Linked DNA regions of Sus scrofa: region 1 is linked to region 2. Evidence: chromatin contacts called from public Hi-C data. All regions are on one chromosome and are shown on one strand. Each heading gives the region's core, a stretch centred on a gene start, on an enhancer-like site or on the middle of the called end of the contact. The rest is flanking DNA. Distances are from core to core; before and after follow the strand shown.

The links. Hi-C and Micro-C count contacts between places; a contact is called where the count stands out from the background.
Region 1: a Hi-C map of skeletal muscle shows a contact between it and region 2, with 6 times the contacts expected there. The contact joins the promoter of EMC2 here to the promoter of ENY2 in region 2. A contact is called at or near these places in 3 of 47 Hi-C or Micro-C datasets (heart right ventricle and skeletal muscle) and 1 of 2 datasets of contacts at active chromatin or transcription factors (alveolar macrophages).

The regions. Positions count from the first base shown.
Region 1 is chr4:29,074,379-29,080,527 of Sscrofa11.1, forward strand. EMC2 (ER membrane protein complex subunit 2) reads right to left here and starts at 4,667. Exons shown (of 13, transcript XR_002343156.1): 1 at 4,612-4,667. LOC110260238 (a long non-coding RNA gene) reads left to right here and starts at 4,839. Exons shown (of 6, transcript XR_002343159.1): 1 at 4,839-4,904.
Region 2 is chr4:28,199,619-28,205,632 of Sscrofa11.1, forward strand. It overlaps ENY2 (enhancer of yellow 2 homolog (Drosophila)), which reads right to left and starts at 3,918. Exons shown (of 5, transcript NM_001243454.1): 1 at 3,844-3,918; 2 at 2,330-2,406. The coding sequence starts at 2,397. NUDCD1 (nudC domain-containing protein 1) reads left to right here and starts at 4,098. Exons shown (of 10, transcript XM_021089013.1): 1 at 4,098-4,353. The coding sequence starts at 4,236.

The DNA.
Region 1 (6,149 bases), core at 3,417-5,916, 880 kb after region 2:
GTTAACATGTCATTTAGCATACAAGCTAATAATTAAGGCTAGGTATGGATGAGATTACCCAAAGAAGACATTCACTTGTTTATTTTACTTTTTTTTTCTTTTTGTCTTTTATTTTAGGGCTGCACCCATGGCATATGGAGGTTCCCAGGCTAGGAGTTGAAGGGGAACTGTAGCTACCACAGCCACAGCAGCACCAGATCCAAGCCTTGTCTGTGACCTACACCACAGCGCACAGCAATGCAGTATCCTTTACCCATGGAGTGAGGCCAGGGATCAAACCTGTGTCCCCATGGATGCTAGTCAGATTCGTTTCTACTGAGCCACGACAGGAACTTCCATTCCACTTTTTTTAGAGCTCTTTGAAGACGATGAGACCTGTGAACCAACTTTTCCTGGAAATACGTACATGTTTAAAAACACACTCAATTTTGCATACTATTTCAGGAAATACACAGACCACATAATAATACTTACGCCTGCATCCATCAGGAGTTGATCTCAGGATTAATCACCACTATTAACAGATTAAGGCTAAGGAAAGAACCACTAGGGACATAAAAAATTAAGGAGTTGGGAGTTCCCGTCGTGGCGCAGTGATTAATGAATCCGACTAGGAACCACAGGTTTCGGTTCGATCCCTGCCCTTGCTGAGTGGGTTAACGATCCGGTGTTGCCATGAGCTGCGGTGTAGTTCGCAGGTGCGGCTCGGATCCCACGTTGCTGTGGCTCTGGCATAGGCTGGCGGCTACAGCTCTGATTGGACCCCTAGCCTGGGAACCTCCATATGCCGCGGGAGCGGCCCAAGAAATAGCAAAAAGACAAAAAAAAATTAAGGAGTAAATGGATATAAAGCACTAAACCAAGCTGCGAAAAGTAATGAGAGCCTTAATGCTAAGAAACCAAGGAAAGGATTTTTCATAGCAGGAATATTCTACAATGACAAATGTACTATAGATATACAAAACTAATATTTTAGACCCAGCATTGGGTCTCCACAGAAAAGGAGATAAGCATGGAAACCAAACTGTGGTTGTTTGAAGGCCTGAACAAAAAGAGAAGTAGAGACAGTGAGCATATACAACTAAAATCTCCTCAAACATTTTTAATAAATATTTTTTTCAACAAATATTCACTTTATGCCTATTTTAGGCCAGGCATTGTGCTAGGCATCCTATCCATATCCTGTCCAAATAATATATTCTCAAGAAACTTGACTACACCCTCCTTCAACTCTCTTTCCCACCTCCAAACTCTTAATAACTCCTCTATTTAACAAACATCAGTAACTTTCAGCTGCCTAAGTAAACTACATACCTACTTTTTTTATAGAGCCCAATAAAAACTAAGAGTGTTAGACTTAGTATATAAGTTTTTTATAAGTATGTGATACATTTTCCTATCATAAGAATCATACTACTCTTGGAACTAACCATTTCCATGACTTTTTTTTTTTTTTTCTTTTTTTTCACCTGCACCAGCTGCACCTGTAGGTTCCTGGGCCAGGGATACAATTTGAGCCAAAGCTGTGACCTACCCAACAGCTACAGCAACATGGATCCTTAACCCACTATGTGGGATCAAACCAGTGCCTCCACAGAGATAAGCCAGATCGTTAACCCATGGCACCACAGCAGGAACACCCTTCCACGACGCCATTCAATGGAATTCTTAAAAGAACCTAGATCCAACTGACACTCCCTCCCCAAAATATCTAAACAAAAAAACTATTCCTAGAGTTCCCTCATGACTCAGTGGGTTAAGGATCTGGTGTTGTCACTGCTGTAGCTGTGGTTATAGCTGTGGTCGAGGTTTGATCCCTGGCCTGGTAAATTCCCTATGCCACGGGTGCAGCCAAAAAAAACAAAAAACCAAACAAAAACAAAACTATTCCTGAGGGTCTTCCCATCATCCTCTCTGAAAGAAAAATCTGCAATACTCTTTTCTTAAAAGTCTGCTAAGGAGTTCCCATTATGGCTCAGCAGAAATGAATCTGACTAGCATCCATGAGGATGCAAGTTTGATCCCTGGCCTCGCTTAGTGGGTTAAGGATCCAGCATTGCCATGAGCTTTGGTGTAGGGTGCAACTCAGATCTGGCATTGCTGTGGCTGTGGCATAGGTCAGCGGCTGCAGCTCTGATTGAACCCCTAGCCTGGGAACCTCCATATGCCTCGGGTGTGTCCTAAAAAGACAAAAAAAAAAAAAAAAAAATCCGCTAAAATAGGACTTTAATTCTACTCATTAATAACATTAATTCCAAAATAAGAAAACTATATCCTATTTGCTGAGTTGCCTAAGTCTAAGATACAAAAAAAAATTATTCCAACATTGAGAAAATGACTCACAGTCTTTTGTGAAGACTTATTACAGTTCATTTTTAATCCCACTAACAATTCATTCAGTCACCAGATTACTGAGTTTCTCCAATATGTCAGACATTAGAACAAGAGAGGCCTGGTCTCTCATGGCACTCTAGGAGAAACAAAATCTTTAAACTTAACACAACTGTACTTCAATAGTATGGACACACAATTAAAGAACCAGGGTTAAGTTTTGTTGCTTGTCTGTTTTTGTTGTATTTTTGTCTTTCTTTTTTTTTTTTTTTAATTTTGGTGGAAGGATGGGGAATGGCTGGGGGTAGGGTGGTCAAGAAAAGCTCTCTCAAGTATGTTACCTTTGCAGGAAATTCTGAGAAATGATAAAGTATAACGGGAAAAAAAGTAGAGCAAAGAGGGAAGAAAATTATCAAAAGGAATAACTTGTGTCCAATCCTAAGACAAAAGGAGCAGTGCATATTTAGGGAATTCAATAAAGGCCAGTACAACCACCTCATAGATAAGGGGAAGAGTAGCTTAAGATAAAGCTGGAGGCACAGGCAGGAGCCAGATCATCTTTTTATTCTTATTGTTTTGTTTTAGGGCCACAACCAAAACATATATAAGTTCCCAGGCTAGGGGTAGAATCAGAGGTACAGCTGCAGACCTATGCCACAGCTCACAGCATCGCTACACCCCGACCCACCGAGCGAGGCCAGGGATTGAACCTGCGTCCTCATGGACACTAGTTGGATTCATCTCTGTTGCACCACAATGGGAACTCCCCAGATCATCTTTTCATATGTACTTAGTTTAAAAGAACTTTAACATATGTTTTCCCTTTTGTTCCTCAACAAACTGTAAAGTAGTTATTAATCTAAATCTTTCAATTATGTTGCTCATTTTTAGAATTCCCACAGGGTAAGGTCACCCTGTGGTAGTTACACATTTATCCACTCATTGCCTAAGACTATACATGATACTATCATCCAAGAAACTTATACTGAACATACCTTCAAAATAGCACTTTCTAAAAAGCATAAAATATTTGAAACATTTTTAAGAGCATTAAAATATCAACCACATTATCATCCTGATACCCACCTTTTAAAACTACGTATTTACAAGTCTGTCTTTCTCCTAGACAGTGAACTCCCTGAAAGCAGGGACTGTGTGTTACTTAAATTGATATGCCCGAGATCTAGTACGGAACACAATGATTTTAATGTACAGGTAGAAACAGTGGGTTCACAGTATGGGAGAGGCCACAAAACCAATAATAAATCATTGAATTCAGTACCAGTGTAAAGGACTTTTACCTTTTCCTTTTCCCATCATTGTTTGCTACTTTGTACTCTGGAGAGATTTACTCACCATTGAACAATCAGTCCACGTGTTATCAGGTCATTGTTTAAATATCCCAACAATTAAGCTGTTAAAGTCTACTGTTAAATTTTAGAAATATACATTTCAATTACACAAATTTCATGCCTTAGAGAAACTCACGGCTCTTCTCTTAAGCATGCATGCCTCCCACTAAAATTCCTGCTCTTAGAGAACTGGTCCAGTTTGCTTCCAAATTTAAAGAACACATTCCATCTCAGATTAAACTAGAGTATGGAAAGAAAGTCCTTCATACTTCAGCACATGCCCCGAATAACCAGCTCTTTTCCTCTTCAGAAAAGGAATTACTAGTAAGAAACAAGAAGGAAGTAGTGTTGTGTGTGTAAATGTGTTTTGAGGAGAAATGGGACAGGGAATAATTAAAAAGGGGAGAAATCAGAAACCCAGGTTTTAAGAGAGAATGAAATGTAAACAACATGTAGAAGAATCAGCCATGTTCAAACGTTTCCAACACACCTTTACTGCAGAGAGTTGTAACCCTTAAACGGCACTTAAAAGGCTTTACAGGCCCTTTATTTTGGCGGCTGCAAAGACGCTTCAGCAGGCAACTACCCCGCCTCCTCCGCGCCCCCCAGCAGCCACAGGAATTGTGTGACAACCCCAGCCCGAGGTCCCTGCCGCCTAATAATGGAAGCTTCCCTGGGCCCCTGGACCTGCGCGGAAGTGGGACGGTCAGTCAGTCTACGGTAACCACAAGCGGTGGGAACACCGCAACCTCCAGCCGGTGGCCAGGCCAAGGAAGAGGTCAGCCTCCACTCCACCTCAGACACCACCTCAGCTCGGCCAGTCCAGTGCCGAAAAGACCCGAGAATCCAAGTCTCTTAGGACAACAGATATTCCCGAACCGCTTCCCACGGCTTTCGGTCTTTCAGCTCCCGCGTCGCCCGCAGTTACCTTCCCAAGTGACATCGTAAAGCTCCGAGACCTTCGCCATCTTCTCAGAACCTGGAGGCAGCGGAGTGAGAGGGCGGGGAGACGAGGTCACGTGACCTGCGACCGGGCGGTGGCAAATTTCGACACCATTTCTCATTGGTCGAGAGAGCTAAGGGGGAGGGATCCGCCGCGCATTGGCACGCGGGTCTGCGAAGGGGCCTTTGGAAAGGAGGGAGGGGCTAAATGGGCGGTGCGCTGCGCGCTCTGACTGTGATGACGCCAGGGCTGAGCCGCTGTAGACTGCTTGCGGTGAGGTGTGGGTTTTTACCATGAATCTTTAACAAATGCTAGGTCATTAATGTGTGCCGCTCCAGGTTTTTAATTTTTTTTCCTACGTTAAGTGTATTCATTCTCTTCCTGCTCCCTACTCAGTACCTTGTTCTCGTCATGACCCCCTGCGATGCAAAGTGCTGCGTGAATCCCTTGCCTGTCCCCAACTTTTCTTCTTTCGTGATGGGATTCACTTTCTCTTTCCTTTAATGTTAGGCTAGAATCATAACACTTCACAGAGTGTTCGTTAAATCTCTATGAGGAACTCAGCAGGATTCTTTTTTACATAATGCTTCTGTGGCCTGAGGACTTACGGTGTTCACGTGAATGGCTTCCTACCAACTTAAACCCTTAGTTAAAGCTCATCCTGGACCACTGCCTGCCTGCCACTCTAAATTTGAAACTGCATAAAAGCAGCCAGTATGTAAGTGCTTGTAAATAAATGAAGGACTGAATGTATGTACGAATGAAATGGTCACAGGCCCACAGTCTCTCCTCTTTAATCTCACGGGAGAGCCTCCAGGCTAATTGCTTTCTGGAATTTTTGGACTTTGTCTCCTAGAGCTAGGGAGAAATATCTGGGGTGGAAGTAAAAAATTAGAGAGTCTAAGGGTGTATTTAGTATTTGAAGCAATGAGAACATATTGTGGAGGGGGAATATGTAAAGTGAAGAAAGAAGGCTAAAAATCCCTGTGTAACAGGTATAGGTAAGGGTCAGTGAAGAAGAGGCAATCAAGATATAAGAAAGAAGGAAAACAGTCATATCCCCAAACCAAAGTAGGGTTTTTTTTAAAAAAGGAACTACCAGTGGTGGAACCTGCCCAAGGGAAGTTGTCTAAGGGTAGAAAAGACATGAATTTATAAACTTGGATAAAGTTCTGGATAAGCATCATTCTCTCCAGACTAGACAGTTTATAAAAACAAAACAAAAAACCCTTCGTGGAGTTTCCTAGTGGCCTAGTGATTAAGGATTTGGCATTGTCACTGCTATGGCTAGAGTTCCATGCCTGGCCTGGGCACTTATGTATGCTGCTGGTGCCACCAATAAATTAATTAACTAATTTTAAAACTCTCCATTCAAAAAATTAAAAACCCTCTACTTAGAAGTTCCCATATTCTGGAGTTCCCATCCTGGCTCCGTGGTTAACAAACGCTGGTAGTATCCATGAGGACTCGGATTCTATCCCTGGCCCTGCTCAGTGGGTTAAGGATCCGGTGTTGCTGTGAGC
Region 2 (6,014 bases), core at 2,668-5,167:
CACCATCTGATACATTACACATTTATTTCCTGTCTCCTCCCATTAGAATATAAGCTGAATAAAAGAGAACTGACTATATCTCCAGCACCTTAGACAGGATGTGGCATATGGTAGAAACTCAGTAACTTTAGGCTGCCTGAATGAAAATACAGATAAAAAAACAATTAATACATAATCCCCTATGCCCATTATTGGCAATACTGTGCTCTCAGCTTCCCAAGGCACTGTTCTAGAGGCTTTCTTCTTCCTCTTCCTCATACCAAGGGTTGCTGATTTTACTTTAAAAAAAATTCTAAGTTCTCCCTTCCATTTTTACTGTTTTTTTACTTTTAACCTGGTAGCATCTTCTGCAATCTATCTCTGGCCCTTTGAGTCCATCTTCCATATTGCCAAAATAACATTCCTGAAGTGCAAATGTGACCTACTCAGGCCCTTTCTTAAAAGATTTTAATGACTCTCACCACCCAAGGATAAAGTCAACAAGAGATATTTTTGCTAATACAACACATATTTTCCCAGTGTTTCTTTGACTATAAAAACACAAGTGTGGAGCAGGGCTCCAGCAATGGAAATGCGTCCTAGGCAAGGCTGTGTCATGAACAGCCTACTACCTAGATATGATGGTAATTAAGCTAGGTCCTTTGCTGAAACCACTAGGAGAAAGGTAGTCTCAGCTGGAGGGATGTAAATTTTGAACTGCTAATTTCTTCCACTTTGTGGGTAGCGACTTCTCAAGAATAGGGCTAACAAGGAGGAAAGCAGAGTTGAGAGAGGAAATGACACTCCTGGCAACAATTTTTGAGTGCCTGGATCCACTGATGCCTAGAGCACTTTTAGGCACTAAACTTTTAGTTACAGGATCTTGTTTGTTTTGGCCGCCATGTGGAAGTTCTTGGTTCAGGATCAAACTTGCATCACAGCAGCAACCCAAGCTGCTCAGTGACAATGTCAGATCCTTAATCTGCAGCTCCTACATAAGCTAACATACTTCCATTGATTGAGCCATTTATAGAGTTCAGTTTATCATTTTCTTTTCTTTTCTTTTTTGTTTTTTTTTTTGGGTCTTTTTGCCTTTTCTAGGGCCGCTCCCACGGCATATGGAGGTTCCCAGGCTAGGGGTCGAATCACAGCTGTAGCCACCAGTCTACGGCAGAGCCACAGCAGCGCAGGATCCAAGCTGCATCTGCGACCTACATGACAGCTCACGTCAACGCTGGATCCTTAACCCACTGAGCAAGGCCAGGGATCAAACCTGCAACCTCATGGTTCCTAGTCGGATTCGTTAACCACTGCGCCACCACGGGAACTCCAAGTTTATAATTTTCCATGGAAAGATTTCTGATGATACAAAAGCCACACTCCTGTCTACTGTCTTTCACATTTTAATTGTGCAGTTCCCCAGAATATGATCATATTGTAACATATCTCTCTGACTGCATATTTGGTTCCATCTGCCTAGACCATCCTCTCTCCTTTGCTGGGTTGGGGAACTGCTAATGCTTCTCTTCCAGTTGCAGTACCATACCTACTCTGCTCTGAGACCTTTAATGATCACCTTAATCCCCAGGTAGAGCTGAAAGATCCATCTTGTTCCTTAATATATATTTCTCTCATTTTATACAATTTATCACCCTGCTCCTGGAAGCCTTTTTTGATTCCTTAGCCCCTCCACTGTAGTGCCAAACATTCTTCAAATATTTACTGGGCCAATTATGCACTAGGCATGATACTCAGTATACAGTAGTATTCTGCTGTCAAGGAACTCAGATTACACTGGAGGATAAATACAAACAAAGTAGGTGATTACAAGATAAGGTGATTAATTGCTAAGACAGAACAAGGTATTTGGGAGATAACAGATTCCTAAAAGAGATGATATTTAAATTAAGGCCTGATGATGAGCAAGAATTAGTTAAAGATGGGGGAAGAAAGAAGAATGTTTCAGAGAGCAGGAAGAGTATATGCTCTCTGAGGTTAAGAGAGCTGGTTACTGAAACTGGTTTCATCATGTTGTTTCCCTCTTAAAAACCAGGTAACATCGGATCTGCATTTGTAGTTATTTGGGCACATAGTTTTCTTCTCCGTTAGACTGCACATTTTTGGAGAGTCATTTATTATTCATCTTTCTACATTTTTACTTCCAAGACTTGCAATATTGAACAGATCTAACCACTTTTTATAGATATTAGGAATTCAAGCTTTTGATAATCTCAATTTTCTGTAATTATTTCCACTGACATCAGTTTTGTTACTTGATATTTAGATTCTTAAAACATAACTGTAATTTAAAGATGTTAAATGTAATTTATTAACACAATCTATTACTTACCGTTCTCTTTCTCCAGTTTCTATCAACTTTTGGTTAATCGCTGCTCTCATCTGCGCATCTTTGTTCATCTTGCTAACCTGAACATCAACATGTATTTTCAGATACAGAACACTTACAAAGCATTTTCTTCTAAATCCTCTAGGTAAGCACCTCAATATGTTTAACAGTGTCTGTCACCTGAAGGGGTGATAAATTTTGATGTGTTCACAGTATCATTATTCTTAATATTATTTACTGCATCCCAAGCAGTCATAATCATGAACTTTAGAATTTTCTTCCCCATATACCCTTTATTAACGAGTCTTTGGACAATAACAGTTATTGTAACATCTACTAAACAGTTGTGTGCCTGTCACTGACTTAAGGCACTGAGTTTTTAACTCATTTAATTCCCAGATCATATTCTTTTATGTAAGTACTATTAACATAATTTGTATTTTACAGATGAGGAAACTGAGGCACGAGGATAAAAAAGTGAAGGCAAGACTTGAACTCAGGTACTGTGACCCCAGAGGTCCCCAGACCATAATTGATTGCTAATCACTTTGGCACCTTAACTGCATGCAAAAGTTTGGCTATAATACCCCAATATCGATAAAAGATTAAGCACAATTGGTGAAAAACGAAATTTCCCGGTAAGGCTCCTAAGTGCTTTACTTCGCTTTTCACTATAATGTACCCAGAATTATAACTGCCAAACTAACAGTAAGTATATGTGTATTCTTTACCAAAGCTTGCCGGTTGGGATAAGGAGAAAACAAATTTCAAACTAATTCCTAACTTAGAAAATTCTCAATTTTCAGAAAAACAGACAACCAAAACGGTGTAGAAAGGAGAGGAAGATTGGGTTGTACAACTTGGAATAAGCTAACGTTACTCCGCTCATCTGTCACTAACTTTAGACTACTTTTGTTGTCTCCCATCTCGTTGCTCATATGAAACTCAGACTGGTAGTGAGTTTTCAGTTATTATTTTTTTTAATGGAACAGGAGAAAGGAGAGGTTGAGAACGTAGTAAGAAATGTTCGCTTTTGACGTTGGAGGGCAACATTTTCAAAGTAATACTAAGATCTAGTCAGTACCAGTCCTAGGATATTGAACTTGATCTTGCCTTGGCCCCTAAAATACGGATAGTGACCTTGGCCAAGTCAGTTCTTAAAGGCCTCAGTTTTCTCACTGGTAAAACAAGGGCGCTAGGGGATCCCTCCCAGTTCAGACATTCTTTGGGAAAATAGAATAGGGCGGAGACAGCGGGAGAGGCGGGAGGGGAGGAGCCAGAAAACAAAGCGAGGACTGGCTTCAGGCCAACTCCGGTAGCACGCCCTGTCGGAGAGCCCTACAGGCCCGCGAGCGCGGGTCGGGGAAGCTAACGAAAGACAGCACATCGAAAGGAGCCTGGGCTGGGCCCGGGTCCCGGCCCTGAGGACCACGGGCATAGCTCACCACCATCACCGCGGGCGAGGGCCGTCCCTTCCCAGCGACGAAATGACCCTTGCGCTGACGACCGTTACCTACCACACTCTTCGGCTGCCCGGACCTAGACCCTCAGTAGCTCGGGCACCTAAGCACACAGAAAGCTAGCACACGCATTTCCGGGGCGGGGTCTCGCCACCCTGCCTATAATGTGAGAATTTAACCAGCGCGGGCCGCCTCCTGGTTGCTCAGTCCTCTGGGTAAGAGAGTCCAGATCCTGCTTTCGCACGGGCATTAAGCGCCTAGAAAACTACATATCCCAGCATGCAACAGAGCCAACTTTCTCGTGGATACTACATTTCCCAGAAGGCACGCTACGCCGCAGTGTTTTCTGGGATGGGAACCACGCCGCCAGCCAGCCTCGGTGCTACGAGGGGAGCGCGGATCTTTCAACAAGAGCTTTATTAATTCTCACGCTAGCACCTCGCAAGGCGATGGATGTGGCCGCTAATTGCTCCCTGCGGGTGAAGAGACCTCTGTTGGATCCCCGCTTCGAGGGTTACAAGCTCTCGCTCGAGCCGCTGCCCTGTTACCAGCTGGAACTTGACGCAGGTGGGACGAGGCGGTGCCCCCTCGCACTCTGTTCTTTTCCCCCTTCGGCTGCCATTGGCCCGACTCTTCCCGCATTTTCTTCCTTGCTGGCTGTGGCTAGCCAGGGGACCGTGGCCTTCTTCGTGGCCTGCTGGGCTGGGGTGGACCCCGGGTGGCTGCCTGTGGAAAATGAAAGCCCATCCCCGAACCCTGAAGGAGCCGCCTTTGATTGGCTCCTCCGGTGGGACCCTGCGCCGCCCCTTGGCTTCGCTTCCCAGGGCTCCGAGGTCCGCGGGTGATGCCTAGGTTCCGCTTGCCTGTCGGTCCTGGTGTGGCCCTTGCTGCGGGGAAAGCTCAGGACAGGCTTTCCTCCTGGAGCATCCTCTGTAAACCGGTGCGTTGAGAAGCCACGCCTCTTTGGAGGATCCTCTGCTCCTGTTTTTTCTGGCCGAGACCCAATTCTTAGAAGAGAAACTCTATTATACTTAGGAGCATTTTCACTTACTTATGGGCCATCAGACTAAGGACTCTCACGTACATTACATCTGGAGAAAATTTCGAAGAAAAGTTGGGTTAGTACCTACACTCCTGCTACTTGTTTTGTTTATCTGTAGCTGGCGGGAATATTCAGCCTTGCTTTTACAACGTAATGGATGGCAATTTTTGTTAGTGATAACCCCAAAATTGCATTTTTAATACACAGTCTTGCTGATTTTGATGTATATTGTCAGTGGATCACACTTGGAGAAATAACCTAGAGTTAATAGATTTTTTTAGCATCAAACAAGTCTATTCATTTACTATATATTAAGAAACCTCTTTTGAGAGCTTGTTTTATGTAACATGCTGATACTATCAAGATGAGTATAGCACAGTCGATAACATAAAAATGCTGTCTACTTAGGAAGAAAAGTGTAAGCAGATAATTATAGGACAGTATGGTAAGGCATTGATAGGGATATGTATAAAACATAATGATAGTGTTTCACTATCTTTCCCAGACCAGCCTGGGACATCTGGGGAAGCTTCCTGGAGAAGGTGATATCTAAGTTGAGCTTTAAAGGATAGGTAGGAGTTAATCAGGGTCAGAGAATGATCTTGATATTTCTTTTCATTCCCTTTCTCCCACTCCATTTAAGTAAATGATACCACCATGTTTTGCATTAAAAAAATCACCGCAAAACTCCGTGGCTCAAAACAATAAGCAGTTGTTATTGCTCATAAGGTCAACTAGGTGGTTTTAGTCATGAATGGACACCCTTCTCATATATTTGGGGGTTCTCTAGGCTGTTTTAGGATGATTGTGGATGTTCTCTGCTTGGCTTTCCTCCAAGTGGTGTCTCATCCTTCATCAGGCTGGCACAGGCTTATCCCAAGAGACCAGAAGCAGTGCCCAAGAGCTTTGTAAAGCTCTGCTTGCAGTATGTTCGCTGTTGTCTCATTGGCCAAAGCAAGTCTTATAATCCAGCCTAGAGTCAGTATGGGAAGCTCAAACCGAAGGGCATAATAGATCCAGGGAAGCATAAAAAATTGGGACTGCTAGTTCAGGTGGACGTAGTTGCTCATGCTGGAGTCATCCTTTGGTGTATTTCTTCTCTTTTATCTCCTATTCGGTTTTTCAGCAAATCCAGTCAACTCAAAATCTTAACTTCTCTATGCCTCTTCCCTTGTTCAAATTGTTC